2 separate regions of the Gossypium hirsutum genome follow, and region 1 is linked to region 2. A link is a contact called in public Hi-C data. All regions are on one chromosome and are shown on one strand. Each heading gives the region's core, a stretch centred on a gene start, on an enhancer-like site or on the middle of the called end of the contact. The rest is flanking DNA. Distances are from core to core; before and after follow the strand shown. Region 1 holds the start of LOC107943313 (golgin candidate 4). Region 2 holds the start of LOC107945659 (tRNA-specific adenosine deaminase TAD1).

Region 1 (6,833 bases), core at 690-3,189, 150 kb after region 2:
GGTATATTTGGTATATGATTTGGCATGAAATAATGTCCTGAATGGCTTATGAATTAACACATGTTGGTAAGCCTGATACATGAATAAATGTTGTGCTCATCCATGCTTATAATGCTTATGCTATATGTGTATTTGGCTAACATATTTGGTGTATATGCTTAGGCTTTGGCCAAGTAGTGGCTAGATTATGCCACGTTAAATTTATAAGTTATGCATTGAAATGGTTTATCATGTGGTTAGTTCCAAAAAGAGTTATGTTTAAATACACTAGCTTGCAACTATGGTTGAATGATATGCTTATATCTTGTGTGATGTGCATAGAAACAAGTGTGGAAAGATAATGAAATAATAAGTTCATATGGCTGAAATTTAATGATTAAATGTTAATTTCATGAATTATATAATGTATGATGAAATGTATTTAGTGTTGAAATGAGAGTAAAATAAAAATGCGAAAATTGAATAAATGATTAAATTAAGCGGAACGCCGGATTTGAGTACTTCTGATCAAGAGATAAAGTGATAAGTGGTAGCTTTAGCTACACTTATCTGATCAAGTGACAAAGTGATAAGTGGTAGCCTTAGCTACACTTATCTCATCAAGTGACAAAGTGATAAGTGGTAGCCTTAGCTACACTTATCTGATCAGGGACAAGTGATAAGTGATCATACGTAAAGCCATAGTTATACTATGGCAAAGTCAAAGTGAAGTACTCAATTTTCCGTAATCGTTCCCTAATTTGATTAAGGATGGTAAGTGACAAATGGGCCCAAACGAATTAAAGCAAATGGATAAGTGGTAGTGTATTTATACCAGGGTGATGTTGTTATTTAAGCTAAAGTGATATTTTCATTGCAAAATTGAGAATTTTATAAATGTGTTATTGAACGGTATAATCGATAAACGTTGAGTTAAATGGTAAATACGTATTAGTGTTGAACTTAATGTCATTGAATTGTACGTGAATTAAATGGAAATTGCTAGTGAATTGATTTAAATTGTGAGCATGAGAAGTTGTGAATTGAATGAAATGGAAATGAAACATTAAATTGCATGAGTATGTATCGGGTCTCGTAGGCCCTAATTATTATGATTATAATATTTTGAGGATATATTGTGAAAAGTTATAGAAGCATGTTAATTATTTTGAAAGTTTTAATTTAGATGAAATTTTATAATTCGGTTAAATACGTTTACAAGTGTATGTGTTTTGGTAATGCCTCATACCCTATTCCGGTGTTGGATACGGGTAAGGGGTGTTACACTTCTACTCCTTGATGGGTACTAATCCACTGTATTGATCGTTAAATCATTGCTTGGAGCTCTCTCAAAGACAAATTCTCATTTCATTCCCTATTAAGTTTTTAAAATTATAAAATAGTTTATAGTAAAAATACACTTTGCCCTCCTAAGTTGAAAATTTATTCAACTTAATCCCATTAAAGTTCTAAAGTAACAAGCATATACAAAGATAAAATTGTACTTTGATTTCTTTAAAATTTTATAGTTTAATTTTGGCCTTTCAAAGATAAACTTTTGTCTTCCTCCTTGAGCTCGTTAGCTGAACTTTAAAAAATCTTAACAACCCAGTAACTTAAATAAAAACATTTAAATAGTTCAATGGCTTAAATTAAAACTTTCGAATAGTTGAGTAATTATTTTAAAACTTTTTATAATTAAATGACTAAAACGTAAACTTAATAACAGTTTAATAACCTTCGATGCAATTTTCTCTTTTATTGTTTTCAAAGAGGGGAGAGGAAAGCCGCTACGAAATTTTTTTTGGCGTAAAATTTCAACCTCGGATATTATCAAAAAATAAAAATAAAAATAAATCGGATATAAACGGGCCAACCCGAACGGACCCGTTTCAGGATCCGCCCAATTGATCTTGACCGGTACTGTTTAAGCATACATTAATTAACCCTTTTATTTCTTGTTTATATATCTGCAAAAATAAAATAAAAAACATTCTAAATCCTCAAAACCGTTGTTCAAACGTATCGGTTATTTTTTGCCCTAATTTCATCGAAGAAAATCTCAGGTATTTTTGAAATCCATCTACGTTTTTTTTTATTTTCCACGAATTTGATTTGCGGGAGCTTTGGAAGATGTGGAGTTCGATTGCGGATTTGAAAGAGAATTTGCATAAGATCGCGCTTGATGTATACGACGATGAGGACGAAGAACGCGAGATCTACGGTTCAGGGAATGGAGATCATTCGCCATTCTTTGATAGAAGGAACTCTCATAGGTTTGCCCATTCAAAGCCCGTTTCTGTCTCTCCGATCGCTAATGGAACCGATTCGCCGATAAATTCTGAGGTATTATTGCATTTAGTTTTCGCGCTTGATTTTTGTTTAAATTAATGTTTGGCTCCTCTTAGTTTGGAATAAATTCAGCTTGTTTTTTTGATGCATTTGTAGAATTATGGAATGATTTTAGTTCACACTACAGTTTGAGTTCGCGAATGAGTGAACAGTCTCTATTAATTGAGGATATTAGTGTCGATCTTTTATTAGGGATATATATCACATTTGATAGTTTGAGTAGGTAATATTTTGTCCTTTGGCAATTTGGAATCAAGCTTTGGGAAGTGATAGCTTAAGCCTGAAGCTACTCTGTAAACACCTAGTGGTAGATCCAAAACTTTGACTTGATGAATTCAATTTCCAAAGATTTATTGCTTAAACTTTTATATATATATATATCTTGGTGAGGTTTGAAGTTGTTGATAACATGAAATAGTGCTGAGATAGTTCAAGGATCTTTACATGGATGCATAGAACTTCTATTTGACGATTGTAAGTCTAACATGCTATACTAGCAACATTTATATCGGATTTGTTCTTGTCATCTTGGTGTTGATAGAGAGCCTCCTAGAACCCAAGTAGCTGAGTGTAATCTTTTCTAGTATTAAGATTTTCATATTTGCACAAGAACTAGTTAGAAAAACTTATTCAGGTTCATAATATGGTCTCTGCCATAATATTTGAAGAGCATTTGACTTTGGGTTGAATGTAACCTCTTTTAGGGCTTCCTAAGCTCCTCTTTTGGTGTCAGAGATGACTGTTTGCTTTTTGATTGAGTCAATTGTAGGCATGAATTTTTAGTCTTTAATCTCATGGACGTTACTTTACTAGTGGGCTTGGCATTTCTAGGGAATTTGTGGTATTTTACTTTTCATGCATGATAAATAAACTGTGTTATGATTATTTTTGTAGATTGAAAGATACAGAGCAGAAATTAAGAAGCTTCAGGAATCCGAGGCAGAAATTAAGGCTTTGTCATTCAATTATGCTGCTCTATTAAAAGAAAAAGAGGTATCTGATAGTTTTCGTATTGTTTGATTTAAAAATATCTTGTGCCAACTTGGTAGTTTACAATTATGACCGGTGATATATTTTATGGCAATAAGGGCATGCTGTGGTTGTTCTAGTTTATTTCCAGGATTGGTCTAAAATTCAGTTCTTACAAATGATAATAGTGCAAATAATTTACAGCTTTCTTCTAGTTTTTAAACATTTTCAAATGGCTTCTTTCTCTCTATTTGCCTTGCATTCCATTTCCAGGAGCAAATTTCGAGGCTGAACCAAGAAAATGGCTCATTGAAACAAAATTTGAATGCGACAAATGCAGCTTTGAGTGCAGCTAGAAGCGAAAGTTCCGAAGTATCTAGTAATGGAATTAATGCACCCAAGGTAGTTGCTACTCTCAGTTAGAGTTGTCTGAGGTTTGTTTATTGAGAAATCCTGGAATTAATGCATTAGGTTCTGCAATTCCGAAGGCATATGTAGTTCCATGTAATAAAGCAAACATAATGTGCTACTACTGAGTCTGCTGTTTCTGATTGCTTCTGTAACTAGAGAGAAGCAGGTCTGAAAAGGTTTTGTTGTATTATGTTTCATACCTCTGGCAACCTTGAACCTCCCAATAGGTGGATGCCACAGAAAGTTGAATGTGGAGATGAATCCTTGTTTGTAGAATGAAAGATTGGTCTTTTACTTCTTGTAACCTTGTGGTCTTGATGTCTCTCCTTCATAAAATGAGTTGGTTGGGATACTTGGATGGTTTGGTGGCTCAATTACATAACACGCGTGATATTAATTATTGAGCTTTCTTGTTGTGCTTGTACTGGAACATATATTTATTTCCACTGGATATGTTGTAAGTTTGTCTTGAATTATGATTCTGCTGCCACCAAGCCAGAAGTGACCTGCTATCATAATGTGCATGTCTCTGTCTGTTAAATCATTGTTTATTGGCTGATTGGCATTAGCCATTTCTCCAGGGAAATGGTGATCAGTCACCACACCAACTGCGTAAGTCGGCAAGTCTAGTAAAAAATCGTCATGGTGGAAACCAAATGTCCAATGGTCTTACCTCTAAACATGATGGAAGAGAAAAGGTAATGGCACTGTTTCCCCCCCTCTATTTTATTATAAGAGGCACTATTAGGATGTTGGAATGTAATTGGTGTTCACCTGGTAATGAAACCTTTTGCTGTTTTGCTTTTTCCCTCTTTTGTTTTAGGGGATACTAAGCTCTTTCTTGGTTTTTTCCATTTTATTCCAAAATAAAAATTTTCCTCTGTATTTCTAGTTGTTTCTTAAGATAACAGGTGGACTTGATGAAAATTTTATATATATGCATGCCTTCTAGGAGCTTGCAGATTTGCTGGAAGAGAAAAATAGGTCCCTGGAGGCAGTTCAAGCTAGTCATGAACAACAAATAAAGCAATTAAAGATGGAACTTGAAAAAGAGCGTGATAAACTAGTGAATGTACAGATGAGATTGCAAGGTATAATTTGTACACCTTGAGGACCCATTTATGATGCTTGCAATATCATCTGTTGTCAAGCAAAGGAAATATCATCTTTCTTCTTATTTATTGTAAAAATTCCAGAGGAGCACAAGCAGAATGAGTCTTTTCAGGAGGAGCTGAAGTTACTGAAATCAGAGAAGGATAAAGTAAGCTTCTAAATTGTTTGGTGTTGATAGATGTTATCATTGATTTGACTTTTTTAAATGACCTCGCCTCCACCCCTTCTTTTATAGCACATGATGGTTCCTCTGTTGAAAATTGCTTAATGTGTTTTCTTCAATTCAGGCAGTATTCATACACATTTACCCTTGATCATCAACATGGATAGCGATGATGACTTGACAAACTTTACGTGCTTTCTATCGCTTCAAATTAGCATGTTCCAATTGTATAATCTAGTTGCTGTACTTCATTTCTGTATTTTTAACATCAATCCCAGTATCTAGGGTCTTCCTTGAAATTATTATGTTTCTGTGACTTTTTGCATAATGTTTATTCAATATCAGCTAATTGTTTAGCTTGTTATCTGTTTGCTACTTTTGTATAATTGTGTCCTTCATTTGAATAGCGTTTGGGAGTTAGCAAATAATTTCAGTCTATGTTAGTTGAAGACCATTTTGAGTTCCTCATTTGTCCCCTCTAAAAGAAACATGCATAAACTCTTCTCTATTTTTCTTTCTCTCTGGATTTTAATTGTCAAATATTCTTACTTTACTGAGCATTGACAGACGTTCACTGAGTTGAGCAAATTACGCAGTGAATTGAATGGAAAAATGGTAGAAATAAGGCGTTTGCAAATGGAGTTGAATAGACAGGAGGATGAAAGTGCAGATGATACACAGGATAATTTAAAAAGAGCGATTGCCACCTTGGAGAAAGAGAACACTCATCTAAAGGTTGATACCTGCTTGCGTTGTTAATAGTTTCCATTTAAAGAAGTGTATTATCGTTGATAAATATTATATTGCTCCTTTATATTAACATCCTGCATGTACTTCCATTTGTATCCTCTCATAGATGGAGAAGAATGAACTTGAAGCTGCCCTGGAAAGTAGCAGGAAATCTTTAACTGGCAAGATCGATCCCAATGCTTCAGAGACTCTGGTAATATCCAGTTTGCTATGCATGAACCATATTCTCTGCAGGTGTCATGTGTGCATATGTTATGCATTGGCAAAGTTTGATTCATTATTGGTTATTGTTATATTTTCTTTGCTGAAACTTTTTATCTGCAGCATTTCAATTTTATCAATTCTTTGTGTAATATCTTTTTCTCCAGAAGTTAGATTCATCAGGAAGTTCTCCCCGGATGCAAGAAGTGGAACTATCACTGCAGCAAATGGAAAAGGATCTGAAAGAAACATGCCATGAAAGGGATAAGGCTTTACAAGAATTAAATCGTCTTAAGCAACATTTGTTAGAAAAGGTTGCACCCCCCTGAACTTTTATGGAGTTTTTGGTGAAAATTTAGTCTTACAAGTCTTCAAGTTTCACTTATAATGGCATCTGTCAAATTGTTTAGCATAGATTATGTGATGTTAAAAGGATTTCTTTGTTATTCTTGACTTGTTGATATTACAATATGACCACCTAGTAGAGTCTTGCATGCAACTGTAATTGTCTGGCCACTGTTTGTATATTTTACAAATATATAATGCCCTACCTTGTTACCATAATTCAACCCCCCTCGGGAAAAGAGCAAAGGAACTTTTATTAAGAAATGCAGTCTTGACCTTTTTAGCTTCTATGTATTTTTTGTTATATATTTATGTGGATGAGGATGTTGGGAACATGCCACCATGAGAGAAAACAGTAGTAGCATGGTTGTCTAACTTTAAGTTTTTAATAGGATCAACTTCAACTTTCTGTTTCCTCTGTTACATTCTATGAGGATCCTGTATATTTTAATGTGATTTCTTACAATTTCTGCAGTCAAATTAAACATGGTTTATCTTTCTGCGATATTTTCTAGGAATCTGAAGAATCAGAAAAAATGGATGAAGACAG
Region 2 (6,632 bases), core at 3,816-6,315:
AACAAAATGCATTTTAATTTTTATAAAAATATGAAATTTAATTCCTACTTCCAACAAATTTTTTACCTTCGTCCCTATTTCGAGCTTACTAGTATCGGAGCTCGACTCAACTTGTTTCACCCTTACTAATCACTAACGAGCCGAGCTATGTTGACTCTCAATTTCAAAATTCAAAATTTACAACGAAGCGATCTGATAGCTATTTTAATTGTAACTAAGAAGAAATTGACTAACATTTTGTCTCAATTTGAATTAAATTGACACTAGAGAAAGCGATTCAATGTATAACTTCATACTAAACAGTCTTAAGCTCTGTTTTTTAAAGATAATTTAAATTGATTACACATTTAATGAACTAAAAAGATGATGGAATTTTGGATTATATGAAAAGTATCGTTATTATAATATATAAAATTGAAAGAAAAACGTTTAATCATAAAAAAGATGAGTGGCGATGGCGAACAAAGCTTACTCTCAACGACGGCAAGAGCCTTCGATTCATCGGATTTTTCCTCAGCTGGCGGTGGAGCTACGGTTGTTTTCTTGGAATCAGCTTTGAGATCCTCCGCTACCGGCGTTGGAGCTTCCACTGCCGGCGTCGGAGCCACGGGCGTTTCAGCCGCAACCTCCTTCTTCGTTTCCTCCGCCATAATTAAAGCTTATAGGTGTACAATTTGTGAAAGGAAAAAGAAAAATGATAATAATTTGGTAATGGATAAGTCTAGAAAATTTTCAATTATCTCTATAATATTTAGTAACGTTAGCTTTAAATGATATAAATTCATTTAATATCAGTATGCAGTTTTATATACTGCACAAAGTGCGCAAATAGTGATCCATTTGCCGTTGATTTTGGATACTTATCTTCGATTTATTCCATCCAACGGTTGGTATGTTCTGAAAAGAGACAAATGTGTTGTAGAGTGTAAGTATAGGTGGGACTGAAGAAAAAAAAACGATATCCAGAAATAAAATTTTATTAGAATCCGTGGTCGGTTTCTTTCCTCCAAATCCAATGTTAGAGTTAATTTTACTGGTTGAGTTTTAATTTAGTTCGTATGGATATTATTGTTAATTTAAGAGGGCGTAAGTTCGGGTGTGTTGAAGTATGTTATCCTCTTATTTATGGGTTAGAGAGAGACATTGTGGCCAAAAAGAAAAAAGTTATAGTTAATTTTAATTTTTTTATGATTTAAAAATAAATATTTTAAAAAAGTATAAAATATTGTATTTTATATATTTTTTGTTATTTTGGGTTTTAATTTTTAAATTTTAATATTTTTTCTGTAAAAGAATTGACTAAATCGTTAAATTTTTAAGGATAATGATATGGTTGTTGGTGTGATAACCACTTATACTTCATAAAATTTTAAAAAGTTTACAAAAATTTATAATTTAAAAAAAATTCACATTATCAATGAAGTCTGTCACATGAGTTGTCACATTAAAACTGTTAAAATTTTAATAATTTTATTAATTTCTCGTTTAAAAAAATAATTTAACTAAATTTTAAAATCTACCATTAAATTGATCCGGGAAAGAGAATTAAAGCTAAAATGAAAGAAAAATAAACATAGAAATTAAATTTATCATTATATTTTTTATTTAAAAATTAACCATAAAAAATCTAAAATTAATATAAAAAAACTAATAAATTCGTGATGGTTTTTCTTTTTTAAATCTAAAAATTTAATTGAAGGGAAATAATTTTATGCCGACAGGTAAAGCGGTTAAAGTATGCCCCGTGTATGGGCAAGTGAGATACGACGACGTGGAGTGGATTTAAGGCATAAATGCTGGGAACTAACACCATGTCATGTAGTGACGGGAAAGAGTAGGGGCCCCACCACCAGCATTGATTGGTTTGACGATATTGAAAGGCTTTGCGCCGTTTGGGGAAAAAAACAGGGACCTGAAATTGATGAGCTGGCGTGAAGAATCCCAGGTGTGTCTTGTCGTTTTCCAACGGATTAATTTTGTCTTAAGAAAAAAAACAAAATCTTTTTATACCTTATTTATTAATCCGCAATCAATCTGGATAACCGGATTGATTTCGAAATTAGATCGATTTAATCGGTTAGATAAAAAATTTATTAGAGTACCAGTTAATAATAAGAGGTTAAGTTTGTAGACTCTCGATCAAATTAGAAAGTTAAATTGATTTTTTATGTTTTTAATTTTTTTAAATTTTTAATAATTTATTCAATTGAACTGATAAAATAAAAAATTAATGGTCAAATTTTTTATAGTTAGGAGACTAAAAAGAAATTTATTAATAATTGAGTGACTATTAGTGTAATTTACCCTAAATTTTATTCACATGTTTTTTTTAACACACTATATCCAAGCTGTCTATATAATAAGTGCACTCATATTTACAAACTACTTTACTGTTATAAATATTAGAAATCCTATCACATGCATATGTATCTGAAAATCACAATTTTAGAACATAAATGTATGTTTAAAAATAACATACAATAAATAATGAAATATATGGTTCGAAACTAATTAATAATAACACATTAAATATGTACAATATTAAAATTAAAAAAATAGATTAAATCGTTTATCATCGTGTTGTCATTAATCTTGAGTCGGTGTCGAGTTAACACTTGTGACACAAACTCAATGAAATATATTATTATTAGAAATCATATTATACCAACTCAATTAGAAACTTAAATAATAGTAAGTAAATATATACAATTGATGGAATTAATAAAGCGTGAATAATAAAATTATAAAAACAAAGTTTTAGTTGAGTGGTAAATCAAATGTTTTACTAATGCAATTGGTTCGGATTTAAACCTCACAATATGCATATTTATTTATTAAAAATAAAAAAACTAAAATACTCTCGAATAATATAACTTATTTTAATTATAAAAAAATATTTTCATAATTTTCCTAATCGAGACAGTAACTCGATTGAGGGTTATATCAATTCTTCAAAAAACTTAAATAATAATGAGTATAAATATTTTACATCATATTCGAATTGATATTTAACACTTAAATTAATGATTAAACCAATAAATCGGGTAAAGATTAAGGTTTAAAATTTATCGAGATGATAAAGGAAATCATTAAATGGAATAAAATGCGTGATGATTGAGTTAGCTTTTAAGAGATGATGTTTTTAGATTTAAGTCGGAAAATATTAAGGTTTAAACCCTAAATTTGGGTGGTGACCAGCCAAGCAAACATGTGATGACGTGCATGGGATCCCTTTGATTGATTCGATGCTGCGCTGTTTGCTAATCACTTGGTTGGCCATTTTGCAATAAAAGGGGACCAATCACCTTTAATGCTGTCTTTTTTAATATTTTATTATTAAGATTATTATTAATTTAATGATTATAGTTCTTTAATCTTTACTTTTGACATGTAGGTTTACCTTTCTTTTGTTAAGTGCAACATATTGTTATAATATTTAATTTTATCACCACGTAAGTTTTATATTAATTGTAAGTAAATGCACCACATATTTAAAAAGGTCTTAAAATTTTTTTTGCATAGCTGTGAGGTTAATTTTAAGTTTTAAATCTCAAATTAATTCGATTTGGTCTAATTCATTGTTCTCTTAATAAAATGATTTGAAGTCATGTTAGTTTAAAAAACGTGAATTCTGAATGAATAAATCATAATTTGAAGTTCGCTCTGATTTTTTGTTTACAAAATTAAAAAAATATAAAAAAATAATTTAAGTTTATGTTTATATATTCTTATAATTAAATTTTTAAAAAATATTTTTTTAAATAAAGAAATGAGTCATTTGAGCATTCCGGGTTAAGTCAAGTTTAGGATTGGGCTCAGAAATTTCATTAATACCTCTATTTTAGTATCAATGAGAAAAAAAAAACATGTTAATTGATTATCTGTTGTAATAGTTAAATTGAATATTATTACAATGAGACTATAACCAGTGGCGAAACTATGGGTGGCAGGGGCCCCGGCCTCCCTTAAAATGAAAATTTTTCCATATGATCTCTTTAAAATTAATATTAAATTAGTAAATGTAAAATTTCAATTTGACCCCCCTAAAATATAAAAAATTGATTTAATCTTTAGAAATTATAAATATATAGTCTATTAAAATGGTGAAATTGCATTTTTCCTATCGTAAAAATTACAATTTAATTTCGGCCCCCTAAAAAGATTTTCTGATTTCGCCCCTGATTGTAATCTACAATGAGATATATATTTGAATTTAAATGCAAGAATGAGAACACAATAAGGTGAATTATAATAAAACGAGAAATAATCATTAATGACATTTTATCATCTGTATATGTAAAATTAAAAGTATACCTATATTAAATTATAAACTAATAAAATAAAGAAGAGTAAAATAGGTAGAAGTACCATGGAGGCCCTTATATTAGGAGCTGGATTGCATTTTGACCCCTCTACTTAAAATAATGCAAATTAGTTCCTATACGTTAGATCATAGAGTAACTCGACCCTTCTGCTAATAAATTTATCAATTTCTACTATTAAAAACTAATGCCTATACGTAAGTATAAGGTACATGTGGCATGCCATGTGTCATAATTTGATTATTCTGTCAGACATGCCAATTTTTAACAATAGAAAATGAATGGAAATTAAAAAAAGAAGTAGACTAGTATACTCTTTGATCTAATGTACAAAGATTAATTTGCCTATTTTTTGAGTAGAGGAGACAAATGTAGGGGCCTTCATGGTATTTTTACCGAATAAAATATTATTTTGTATTATTTATTATATATTATTTATGTGATTACTTATTTTTAGTCCATCATATTAATTACAATAATAGATTATATTTTTGTATGTTTGTCAAAGTCAACAAAATTTAGCATGTCATTCTGTCACATTAACAATTTAGCATAAAATGCTAACTAATTTTAAAAACAAGAGCTTTCGTGAATAAAATTTAAAGGCCAGGGCTAATTTGGCTATGAAAAAGGGACTTACATGAACAAGGTAGAAGTTAAAGGATTTGTTTAGTATATTATCCTTTTTCTTAAATTAACGAAGAACGCGAAGATTTAGAGCAAGCCCAACAACGAACCGGGTAGCTCGAAGAAGCCCCCATTGGCCAACCACCAGACCACCCAGCCCGAGTCCAGTCAAAGTGGAAAGCTTCACAGTTCACAGTCTCTCCTTTTCAGTTTTCACCTTTCACCTTCTTTCCTTGCTTGACTTACTGCCATGGAGGAATCTCAATTGGAACTTGAAGAGAAACAATGGGGACCCACAGTTGCAGACAAAGTGTTTTCACTCTACAAATCACTTCCCAAGAAAGGGAAGCCTCAAGGACGTGAAGTCACCGTTTTAGCCGCTTTTCTTCTCTCATCTCCCTCTCAAGGTTCAATCAATTTGTTGAAGATGGTGCTTCCATGGAAATACTGAATTAATTTACTTATTTTTTATTCTTTTTTGCAGTTCAGATACGGAAGTGATTGCATTAGGCACGGGAACGAAATGTATAGGCCGCTCAAAATTAACCCATAGTGGTAACATTGTCAATGATTCCCATGCTGAAATTATTGCTCGCAGAGCTTTATTAAGGTTCCCCTCCCCCCTTTTTTGCTAAAATGGGTTTTAGGGATTTTTATAAAATTAAGTTTTAGGGTTTCTAAGATTTTTATATATTTTTCCCCTTTTGTGATTGAGCCAGGTTCTTCTATGCAGAGATTCAATGTCTTAATGATAACAATGGTTTTCAAAACTCGATTTTTGAATCGGAATTGGATGGTTCCGGAGGAATAAAGTACAAAATCCGAGCAGCGTGGAAATTACATTTGTACATATCTCAATTACCATGTAATTCCTTAAAGATTTTTTTTTTTTTTTAGTTTTCAATTTCATTTTTGAGAATGCATTTTAAGTTTCTATACCTCTTGTTGTGTTTAATAGGTGGGGATGCTTCACTTAGTCTGGTACCGTCTTCTATCGCTGAGCATGGTCGGTTCGTATTAAAGATTTCTGTGAAATGGTTATACCATACATTAGTTTTGATAGTAATATGTATGATCCTTGTGCCTTTTATTGAATTGGTACCACCGTTTTCAGGAGATTGTTCAGAACTAATTGGATTGGTTCAAAGGAAGCCTGGTCGAGGTGATACAACATTGTCAGTTAGCTGTTCTGATAAGATAGCTCGTTGGAATGTTGTTGGTGTTCAAGGTTCAAGGTTCATCACTTGCTATTATATACGTAGTCTACTATCATTTGCATGCTACATGCTTTGTTTCTACTATCATCGATACTGAAACATGGATAACTGTGCGGCATATATGTTTTCCTTTTTATGATTTTACATTGTGTCTCGTCTTAGGGGCTCTGCTTTCATACTTTCTTCGACCTGTTTACCTGCATTCTGTTACTGTCGGAAGATCTCCTTATGTTTCCGAGGATGTTTGCTTGGTGAAACAATTGAAAAGATCCTTGTTCGAGCGGGTTACACCTTTGTCAAATGAGCTTATAAAACCTTTTGAAGTTAACAAGGTTTGTGAAGTTTACAGTTACTTAATCCTATATATAGGACAGGGGGATTTTGATACTTTAGTGCTGTGTGAGCAGCCGATATTTTGTGCGGCACCGGTACCACCAAAGGAGTTTCAACATTCTGAGACTGCTCA

What was found. A called contact is a pair of places that touch in the nucleus more often than the background predicts.
Region 1: a Hi-C map of leaf shows a contact between it and region 2, with 2.6 times the contacts expected there. The contact joins the promoter of LOC107943313 here to the promoter of LOC107945659 in region 2. A contact is called at or near these places in 5 of 34 Hi-C or Micro-C datasets (callus, hypocotyl and leaf).

What each region holds. Positions count from the first base shown.
Region 1 is chrD12:39,999,841-40,006,673 of Gossypium_hirsutum_v2.1, forward strand. It overlaps LOC107943313 (golgin candidate 4), which reads left to right and starts at 1,940. Exons shown (of 15, transcript XM_041106690.1): 1 at 1,940-2,325; 2 at 3,226-3,324; 3 at 3,574-3,702; 4 at 4,281-4,409; 5 at 4,664-4,802; 6 at 4,908-4,972; 7 at 5,555-5,722; 8 at 5,844-5,930; 9 at 6,106-6,252; 10 at 6,799-6,833. The coding sequence starts at 2,113.
Region 2 is chrD12:39,850,393-39,857,024 of Gossypium_hirsutum_v2.1, forward strand. LOC107945659 (tRNA-specific adenosine deaminase TAD1) reads left to right here and starts at 5,066. Exons shown (of 11, transcript XM_041106687.1): 1 at 5,066-5,356; 2 at 5,439-5,559; 3 at 5,669-5,814; 4 at 5,908-5,955; 5 at 6,064-6,177; 6 at 6,329-6,498; 7 at 6,574-6,632. The coding sequence starts at 5,200. LOC107945658 reads right to left here and starts at 1,014. Exons shown (of 5, transcript XM_016879738.2): 1 at 473-1,014. The coding sequence starts at 650.